3 separate regions of the Mus musculus genome follow, and regions 1 and 3 are each linked to region 2. Evidence: chromatin contacts called from public promoter capture Hi-C data. All regions are on one chromosome and are shown on one strand. Each heading gives the region's core, a stretch centred on a gene start, on an enhancer-like site or on the middle of the called end of the contact. The rest is flanking DNA. Distances are from core to core; before and after follow the strand shown.

Region 1 (3,101 bases), core at 471-2,970, 150 kb before region 2:
GAGTGAAGCTATCCTTGAACTCAGAGATCCACCTGCCTCTGGCTCTTAAGTACTGGGATAAAAGGCATGGACTACTGTGCCAGGATTAATTTATTTATTTAAAAACAGAGTCTTCTATGGCCTAGGCTGGCCTCAAAATTACTTCATAGCTGAGGATGACCTTGAACTCCTGATCTTTTCCATCTCCCGAGGGCTGGGATGACAGGTGTGGACCAGCTTGCTTGGTTTACATATCTGAGAAGTAGAATCTGAGAAGTTAGAAGTGGGAATTGAACCCAGGACCTTGAGCATGCTGGGTAAGCACTCTACCACTGACTTACATCCTCAGCCAAATTTACTTTTTATTTGGAGATAAATTCTCATTCACCAAAATTACCAAGGCTGGCCTAGAACTCACTATGTGAGTCTGAAAAGCCTAAAGAACTGTGATCATCAACCTGTACATTCAGCCCCTGTTCCTACCTTCCATTCCAGCTCTGAGGAGGCACAGGCCAGTGGATCTCTGTGAGTTTGAGGCCAGCCTGGTCTTTATAGTGAGCTCCAGGTCAGCCAAGTCTATATACAGTAAGACCCTGTCTGAATTTATTTTTTTTAAAGATTTATTTATTTAATATATGTGAGTACACTGTTGCTGTCTTCAGACACACCAGAAGAGGGCATCAGATCCCATTCCAGATGGTTGTGAGCCACCATGTGGTTGCTGGAAGTTGAACTCAGGACCTCTGGAAAAGCAGCCAGTGTTCTTAACTGCTGAGTCATATCTCCAGCCCCTCAATTTTTTTTTAAAGATTTATTTATTTATTATATGTAAGTACACTGTAGCTGTCTTCAGACACTCCAGAAGAGGGCGTCAGATCTTGTTACAGATGGTTGTGAGCCACCATGTGGTTGCTGGGATTTGAACTCCGGACCTTCGGAAGAGCAGTCGGGTGCTCTTACCCACTGAGCCATCTCACCAGCCCTCAATTTTTTTTTTAATTGCACTTATTTATGTGGGTGTTTATAGGTATATATGTCCCACAGAACTTGTATGAAACTCAGAGAACAGCTTGCAGGAATTGATTCTTGTTTCTATAAGTCCTGGAAGACAACTCAGTCTGAGCCATCTTGCCAGTCCCTTTTTATCTGACTCCACTTCTCATATGTGCTGAAGTGTCATTTGGGACCCTCTGAGGTAACCCATCTCCAGTCTCTGAAGAGAAGAAAGGAAGTGCTGTTGTTGCTAAACAAGCCCAAGCTCTCTGGAGGCGCTGAGCATTACTTCTAACACCTGGTCTGTTTTTGACCGCTTGAGAAGTGGCCCAGTCAGATTTGGTAGTTTGTACTTATACTCACAGTGCTCAAGTGGCTGATGCAGGGGAATTTCTGTGAGTTCCATGGCAGACTGGGATAATGAATCAGACCCTATCTCAAGAGAAAAAAAAAAAAAAACAGAAGTAGTCCAGAGGATCTGACACTGTCTCGCTGTTCGACAGTTCTCAGCAATGACCTTAGAGAGGTTCTGCCTCAGAGAAAGGAAGGAAATAACATTTGGGTTTCAGGAAGGAGAGAAGAAAGAGTGAGACAACTCTAGAGTAAGTTGCAGGGGAATTTCAACAGAGAAGCTCGGACTTTAGCAGCCACGGTAAAATTAGTAGGACTAGCTGGAGGTGGGGAAGGAAGTGGCTAAGGTTGGGTAACTTGGGAGTTTCTTATTTCTGTCTAGCATGGTAGGAGGCATTATATGTCCAGCTGGAAGCCTGGCTGTCCCTAGAAAAGCTGGAAGCCTGACTGCCCCTCAAAAGACCTGCTCTTTAGGTGAGCTAGATATTGTTTACTGAAGACAAGTGTGAAAACTGGGAACCTCAGGTGAGCATACCGTGTGTGTGTGTGTGTGTGTGTGTGTGTGTGTGTGTGTGTGTGTGTTGTGCATGGTCTTATTTTCTCGATCCTCTCATTTCTCAGGTAGTCACAATCAGAAAATGTGAGGTGAGGAGAATAGTGGTATATGTATGAGGCCTGAGAATCTTTGTGAGCTAAGACCAGCCTGGCTATATAACAAGACACAGGAGAGAGAAGGGGAAAGGGAGGAAGAAGGGGGAGAGGAAGAGAGGAGGAGAGGAAGAAGGGAAGAAGGAGAAAGGAAAGAAGAGGGGGAAAAGGGAGGGGGATCAAGGAGCACAGGGCTCTTGGCTGGTCTTCAAGATCTGGGAAGTAATTAGGATGGAAGCTGCCAGGTTTATGGGGAGCATCCCACACATATTGAAGGGGCCTGAGGTTTGGAGAAACAAAATTAACACATTTCCAGAAGAGACATTTGATAAGAATTTAGAAAAGAAGTCCAAAAATGTGAAAGGAAAAGGTAGAGAGAACCTACAGGAGATAACAGGGAACTTTGAGATCAAGTGCTTTCCAGCCAAGAATTAAAGTGAGTTCTAGGAGCAGAGCAAGGGAGTTGCTTCAAAGGAAGCAACTGGAGAAGCAAGTTCTCATACCATCTCCCTTTCCTCCTCTCCCTTCAGTCTCCATCATGTGGAACAGCTCAGATGCCAACTTCTCCTGCTACCATGAGTCTGTGTTGGGCTATCGATACTTTGCAATTATCTGGGGCGTGGCAGTGGCTGTGACAGGCACGGTGGGCAATGTGCTCACTCTGCTGGCCTTGGCCATTCGTCCCAAGCTCCGAACCCGCTTCAACCTGCTCATTGCCAACCTCACCCTGGCTGATCTACTCTACTGCACGCTCCTGCAGCCTTTCTCCGTGGACACATACCTCCACCTCCATTGGCGTACCGGCGCGGTCTTCTGTAGAATATTTGGACTCCTCCTCTTTACTTCCAATTCTGTCTCCATCCTCACCCTCTGTCTCATTGCTCTAGGACGCTACCTCCTCATTGCCCACCCTAAGCTCTTTCCCCAGGTTTTCAGTGCCAAGGGGATCGTGCTGGCACTGGTGGGCAGCTGGGTTGTGGGGGTGACCAGCTTTGCCCCCCTCTGGAATGTTTTTGTCTTGGTGCCAGTTGTCTGCACCTGCAGCTTTGACCGCATGCGAGGCCGGCCTTACACCACCATCCTCATGGGCATCTACTTTGTGCTTGGGCTCAGCAGCGTGGGCGTCTTCT
Region 2 (3,466 bases), core at 667-3,166:
TCTGGTCTCGGTAGTGAGTTCCAGGGCAGCCAAGATGAGACCTTGTTTCAAAACACTACCACTACCACCACCACTACCACCAACCCCTACCCCTGAAGCAGGAACAAAAACCCACTGGAAGAATCGGGTAAGCCAAAAAATTATGGGGGACACAGGTATCTGAACGGAAAATGAAGTCTATAATTAATTCCTTGCATCCTTCCACCAACTTCTTTTTTCTCTTTTCCTTTTTTTAGACAAGATTTCACTTATCTCAGGCTGGCCTCGGATGTGATATGTAGCAGAGGAACTTCCTGAATTTCTGATACCCCTTCCTCCTCTCCCAGAGCTGTGGTGTTACATACAGCCCTCCTGTCTCAACAGGCTCTTAGGATTCTTAAATAACAAGACAACACTATGGTGAGGTTTTGTTTGTTTGGAGACAGGAAAATGTGCAGAAAACAGAGATAGAGAGTCCTGTTCACGAAGTTTACTTTTCTTCATTGCAGAGGAAGTAGAGATATTGAGGTGTGCCCAGGGGAAGATAGAGGCACCTAGAGACAGAAAGCAAGCCATGGAAGAGGTGAGCGACAAATCGTACAGAAAGAAAGTGGCAAGACCCAGAGGGACAAGGCTGCTGTGCACTACAGCTCAGCAAGTAAGGGGCAGCCTCGATGGAATACAGGTGAGTGATTCCTCACCTTGATGCTGGATGGTCACTACTCACAACAGCTGCACCCACTGCTTTTATCTGGATGCTAGAGCAGTCTTGGGAAAGGCATTGTGTTCTGGGTTCCCTGGTCTTCTTCCCTAGCACCCATTGGGGACTTTGCTTTGGTGATGAGAGCCCTGGCTTCCCCCGGCATGAGTATTGGGGAAGGCAAGGGACCCAGAAGATATCTACCCATGGAAGATTCCAGTTGAGTGAAAAGTCACAGTGAAATGTCCAGTTAGATAGGAACAAAGCAGGGTGTGAATGGCTTTGGAAGTCAGTGCTGAGGGGCTAGTTAGGTGCAATTAGGGATTAAAGTTTGTTGGAGAAGGCTTCCTGGGAAGACTATTGTAGGAGAGTCTGGAAAGATGGGATGTGTTATTTATATATGTCTACTTATGAGGGCCAGGAGACATAAGAGTTGGTAAATAAACAAAAATCTGAGTCAGGACGATCTTCCTTACTAACCTGGGTGGGCACCACCAACCTGTTCAGAGTCCAGTGCAACCAATGACTAAGGAAGGGCTCTTAACACAAAGGGCTTCCCTGGTTCTCCAGCTTACAGGCAGCAGGTCCCATAGGGCTGTGAGCGTATTTCCACAATACATCTCCTCACATTGATAAAAGGATGGTTTTGATTTTGCTTCTTGGAGAAACCCAATTCAGGATACAGGCTGGCAGATGTCAAGGCAAGAGAGAAACAGATTAAAATGGCGAGGCTGTGGATTTAGATGCTAATGCTAACAGGGATGTTCACTGTCAAAGAGGTAGGTGCTGAGAGAAATGCCTTCGTGGATATTTGTTTGGTTGTTTTGTTTTGTCGAGTCAGGGTTTCTGTGTAGCCCTGGCTGTCCTGGAACTCACTCTGTAGATCCGCCACAACCACACGGTTGCCTCTTTGGATGTTATGTAAACAGTTAATGGCCCTTGGAGGGCTGCAAAGATGATGCCTTATACCTCGGGGCAGCAAGAGGGAAAGGTCTCTGGTGGATGAGGTATTGGGGATGGCTGCAGAGTCCAGATGGTTGTGACGTCTTGATGTAAATCATATTATTAAACTACAATCCCCAGCGACCCGTGGAACTCTTTTAGCGAGTTTTCCGGGGATTTGGCATTTCCGGCGGAAGCAGACGTCGCTAGCCATTCTTCTTATTTAAATGCTGTCGACTACAACTCCCAGTGCCCTCCGCGCCAGGACGAAGAAAGGAAGCGGAAGCTGCATGGGGAGCTTGTGCAGGTGAGGGAGTAGGGGGCTGGATCTCTGGGAAGGGCGGTGGGGGCTCTCGGAGTTCCGGAGAGGTAGCCGCTCTGTGACTCCAAGGCCTACAAGGGGCCCCTGTGAGCCCTGCAGCGCTGTTTTGATTTAAATCCTGTGGATTTCTGTACCACCTACAAGGGACAGCGGCTAGCTAGTGGCTTGGATTCTTATTTTTGTTTTAGGTTTATTTATGTTATTTTTTATATATGGGTGTTTTGTCTGCACACCAGAAGAGGACATTGGATACTATAGGACTGCAGTTTGACTCTTGCAAGCCGCATTATGGGTGCTGGGAATTAAACTGAGAACCATTGAAAGAGCAGCCAGTACTTTTACTTAATGAGCCTCCATCGCACTGTGGCCTGGATGTATCTCAGGGTTGCCCTTTGTTTTTTAATGTAATTTGAAATGTGTGACATGTTTCTTAAGGCATTTTGCTTTTTGAGGGGAAAAAATGCACACACACACACACACACACACACAAAAGGCTCCTGATCTTCTCATCTTTCCGCCTCTACCTCCTGAGTGCTGAGCTGATAGATACGAGCTTCTATACCTGGTTTACAGTGCTGGGGATTGAACCCAAGGCTTCATTCATCTTTGGTATACACTCCACTGAGTTGCAGCATCAGGCATTGAGCTTATGGCTGTTGGTGACTTTAGGGAGGACTGTCAGACTTCCTGCTAGGAATTTTTTTTTTTTTTTTTTGATTTTTTGTCCAGGACAGCAAAGCTCAGATTATATCTGTCCTCTTAGCTCTTCATGGCTTATCCCAAACCTGTCTTATATCTTATTTTGGAGTTATCCCCCCAACATATGAGGGACTCAAATATTTAAGAAATAAACAATTGCTGGAGGTAGGTTGATGGTTCCTATAGAGAAGAGCCTTAAAGTGATTTGTGCAAGAGAACCTTCTTAGATGTCTTGGCTGGTAGGGCTCTTGCCACCAAACCTGATGACTTATATTCATTCCTCAGAGCCTTGACAGTAGAAGAGAACCAGCTCCCAAAAGTTATCTTTTGCCACATGAGTTGCTAAGGTGTGCTTGCTCTCCCTAGTAAATAAAAACAACTGTTAAGAGAAAGAACCGTTTAAGAGAGGAAACCAGGACTAGCATTCTAGTTAGCCTGTGACACTTGCTACCAGATGAACAGTGAAAATAAGCTCTCCTCACTTCTGTGCATGCCTATCCTTGCTGTCTTCAGCCCAGAGCAGACCCATCTTAGACCTGAGAGAGATCCCTGTGCTGTTTTTTCTAATATTGGTTCTACACAGGGACTTGCAAAGCAAAGGTCCCAGAAAACCCAGTTCGCCACACCGTCCTCAGCTTTCCAGAATGTTCTGGGAGCCTGTGTGGACAAACCAGATTTCTAGCCTGCTATGGTGACACATCCAGGTAATCCCAGCACTCGGGAGACTGAGGCAGGAAGAAGGCCACTGGTTGGAGGTTAGTAGGTCTACATCTTGAATTTTAGGACAGGCAAAGCCATGTAGTGAGACTTTGTCTCAAAACGCA
Region 3 (3,281 bases), core at 61-2,560, 130 kb after region 2:
CAGGACCTGCTGCCGGGTGTAGGCTGTCCTCGAGCGCTTGGGCTCCCCTCCGTTATAATTGGGGTTCACTGGGGAAGGGGGAGGGGAAGCAAATAGTGGGGTTCAGAGGCAGCAGGCTCCCTGCCCCCACCCTCACCCCATCCTCAGCTTTGAGGAACAGGAGGGAGTGGTGGAAATAAAGTCATCAAGCTAAATGGGTTATAAAGAAGTTGAAGGAAGCTAGAGACTTTGTAGTGTAATAAGAGGGGAATCCTCATTGTAACGACACTGAATTATTTATGCGCCCTTAGAAAGCAAGCATAGTTTTCACACATACATAACAGATCGTAGCACATGGCTCGGACTGCCCAGAGTAGCTAAGCCATAAAATTTATGGGGGATGTAATTACCCATTCTCGCTCGTAAATCCAGTTCAATTGTGCTAACCCAGAGTCGCTCCTGGAGAGAGAGGGGGAAGGAGAGAAAGGAGGACGGGGCCAGAGGGGGCCAGGGAGGGTGGGGAGCGCCGGGAAAGGGAGGGGGGCAAAAAGCAAAGTTGCCTACCCGTGCTAACGTGAATTTTTTTCATCCAAGGGTAGACTATGGGTTGCTTGCTGGCGGCGCTGGAGGGATGGTCAGGGGCTGGCTGGCTGCAGGCTGGCGGGGCTGGGGACGGGGAGGCAGAGGTGCCTGAGAGAGGCGCCGGCTCGCAGAGCGGCTGCGATTTCTCAGGGTGGTGGTGGCCCGCCTGGGCCGGCCCGTGGGCTCGCGAATTGCCAGGCCCCTGGAGACTGGTGCAGCTATACTGACGCTCAGGGTAGCTAGGGCGCGGAGGCGGTGGTGGGTACAGCTCCTGGTGGTGATGCTGGAATCCCGATTCCCTGGTCCGGCCGTAATATTCCGGACTGTGTTCAGGGATGTAGCTATTTTGCGAATATTCTTCGCATGGAGGAAATTTCGGATCGATGTAGTTAGAGTCCATCAAATACGAGCTCATGATCATTAATTTCTGGAGTGGAAAATAATTTTTCTCGCTTTGTCGTTTTTCTGCTCCATAAAGCCCTCCTACTAGCTAGCGACCCTGTAAAGTTACTTTCACCATGTGACTCCGCCGGCCAATCACACCGAGCAACCCAGTCCCCGGATAAGGAACCGAATCGCTTTATTCAAAATGTATCCAATTTTTTGTGTATGTGGTGGTGGTGCTGCTGCTGCTGGGGGTGGGGGTGGGGGATGGCTGGCAGAAGCTGGGGTGCTCACCATTGCACACCCCACCAGACTGACAATCCTTCCTTGCTAAAGATGGGTGGCTCCCAGCTCGACTCCAATGTTTGGGCACTGGGGGCTGTCGGGAGGCTGTGATCTAGCCCCCGCCCAGAGTCTCCTCTCCGGCCTCCAGTGGGCCCCGTGGGCCTCAGCTCCAGTGCCTTTCCAGTGGTCTCCATTATGGCAATCGTGTTGCAGTCTGTGTAGGTCACAGGGCAGCGCCCCTCTTTCGCAGGAAGAGGAAGTTCAATGAGGGCTTCAGTGCAGGTTGGATGGGGAGGGGCCGAGGTTGAGCTTAGAAGGCTGGAGAGCCTGAACTGCCCTACCCCATTCACGGATCCTCAAGTCCATTTCCCCTATCCCATACACACTCACCCAACCCTCTTGGCCAAGGGGCCTTGGAGACAGGGTCCCAGCAGTACTAGGCAGGTTGAGGCAGCGGGATACAAATGATCCTGATGTCATTTCTGGAAGTCTAGGGCTTGAGCCCCCTCTGAAGAAAGACAGGAAGTGGTTGGCAAAAGCAGATTTCAGAAATCTTGACACCCCTGCTACCCACTGTCCTTCCCGGCCCAGGCCCCAGAGCCCAGAGCCCAGAGCAGAGATCTACTACTGATGACTCTTGTGTGACTCCTGCTCCCTGGCCTTCTGACTTCTCACAGCACCTGCCAGAATGGTGAAAGAGAGAGAGAGAGAGAGAGAGAGAGAGAGAGAGAGAGAGAGAGAGAGAGAAAGGAGAAGGAGAAAGAAGGAGGAGAAAGAAGGAGGAGGAGGAAGGAGGAGGAGGAGGAAGGAGGAGGAGGAGGAAGGAGAAGGAAGAAGAAGAAGAAGAAGAAGAAGAAGAAGAAGAAGAAGAAGAAGAAGAAGAAGAAGAAGAAGAAGAAGAAGAAGAAAAGATGAGACATTTGCCAGGAGTCAGTGCCCTGACCCAAGGCCCTGAGAGTTTTTCCTCCATGTCTTACCCTCAAGGGAAGCCTGTGTGGGCAGAGCCTGCTTGCTTCCAATCTGAGACTATATCCGTGTAACACGTGTGTTTACATGTAAACACATATTCCCAAGGGCCAGCTCCAGGCTGCCTTCCAAAAAGAAGAGGTGAGGTAACTACTCTTTGGAGGCAGGGCAGGGGTCTCTGGCCTATTCTTGCCCTGCTCCCTCCCTCTGTCACCCACACACACAGAATATCCTCACGGGAGGTGGCAGAGTCAGGGAAGAGAGATGGGGCAAGGAAGGACTATTTTTCCAGCCACTGGTTCCTTAGCTAAGGGTGGCCTCCTCGTCATCGGACTCCAATTAAGTGATCTTCTATAACTCAGAGTTGGGGGGGGGGGCAGCAGAGGGGAAAGCCCAGGGTGGGAGCCAGGTCTCCTTGTTGTACTTGATAACAATTATAGTTTAAAATCATAGCTTGCCGGGGCTCGGCTATATTTTACTTGATAACAATAAAAGTGACACATAAAGTTAACTGTTTATGTTTTATTTATTAGACTAAATCTGCCAGCGGTGGTAGGAGCGCTTGCCTCCTCGCTACAGCTTTTATAGGGCTGTAAAACGTCATAAATCAGTCTCGCGGAATCGCCCGCACTCTTTGTGTCGGCGGCACAGGGCTGGCGGCCGCTGGCTGCCTGCTCCCTCCTTTCCACGAAAAGTCGTAATGTGATTTTTTTCCCTCTGATTTTATTATTATGATCGCCGCCGTGATTAGTCAATCTACCTTTAATTCGCCGCCCTATGCTGCCTCCTCCCAGCACAGCCTGGTTGACACTTGAATAAGTACCTTTTAAAACAGCATAACAACTATTTGAGGGTTTAATTAGAACATCTGCAATTAAGGGAATGAGGAGGGGGAAGAGGGAGAGAAAAAAAAAAAAGCTCCGTGAGGGAGATACTGAAAAGAGAAGATTCCCAACATTCTTTTCACCACCTTTGGGATGTGGGAGAGGGTCCCCTCTTCCAAATTAGGGTTCACTTTGAGAGCTATAATGGGAAGGAACCACAGTAAAGTCAAAAGATGCAGATTGGGCCTGTGCCTCTGGCTG

Evidence for each region. Capture Hi-C pulls out chosen DNA fragments and counts their contacts.
Region 1: a contact with region 2 is called in a promoter capture Hi-C map of liver. The contact joins the promoter of Gpr84 here to the promoter of Smug1 in region 2. A contact is called at or near these places in 19 of 39 promoter capture datasets (the 3T3-L1 cell line, the C10 cell line, the HPC-7 cell line and 14 more), 3 of 15 datasets of contacts at CTCF or cohesin (the NIH/3T3 cell line and embryonic stem cells), 11 of 484 Hi-C or Micro-C datasets (3T3-L1-derived adipocytes, the F1.1 cell line, effector CD8 T cells and 6 more), 22 of 115 datasets of contacts at active chromatin or transcription factors (the HPC-7 cell line, the SCID.adh cell line, T-cell acute lymphoblastic leukemia and 17 more) and 4 of 9 other capture datasets (adipose tissue, liver, macrophages and 1 more).
Region 3: a contact with region 2 is called in a promoter capture Hi-C map of adipose tissue. The contact joins the promoter of Hoxc4 here to the promoter of Smug1 in region 2. A contact is called at or near these places in 3 of 39 promoter capture datasets (cranial neural crest, embryonic stem cells and neural stem cells), 2 of 15 datasets of contacts at CTCF or cohesin (the NIH/3T3 cell line and stem cell-derived epiblast-like cells), 11 of 484 Hi-C or Micro-C datasets (the Ba/F3 cell line, the G1E-ER4 cell line, bone marrow-derived macrophages and 6 more), 24 of 115 datasets of contacts at active chromatin or transcription factors (the 230-238 cell line, the SCID.adh cell line, acute myeloid leukemia and 15 more) and 4 of 9 other capture datasets (adipose tissue, embryonic stem cells, liver and 1 more).

What each region holds. Positions count from the first base shown.
Region 1 is chr15:103,309,057-103,312,157 of GRCm38.p6, reverse strand. It overlaps Gpr84 (G protein-coupled receptor 84), which reads left to right and starts at 1,720. Exons shown (of 2, transcript NM_030720.2): 1 at 1,720-1,848; 2 at 2,502-3,101. The coding sequence starts at 2,510.
Region 2 is chr15:103,161,734-103,165,199 of GRCm38.p6, reverse strand. Smug1 (single-strand selective monofunctional uracil DNA glycosylase) reads left to right here and starts at 1,916. Exons shown (of 6, transcript NM_027885.3): 1 at 1,916-1,928; 2 at 3,226-3,397.
Region 3 is chr15:103,032,424-103,035,704 of GRCm38.p6, reverse strand. Hoxc4 (homeobox C4) reads right to left here and starts at 1,310. Exons shown (of 2, transcript NM_013553.2): 1 at 544-1,310; 2 at 1-68. The coding sequence starts at 982. All of the region lies in intron 2 of Gm30528 (a long non-coding RNA gene), which reads left to right.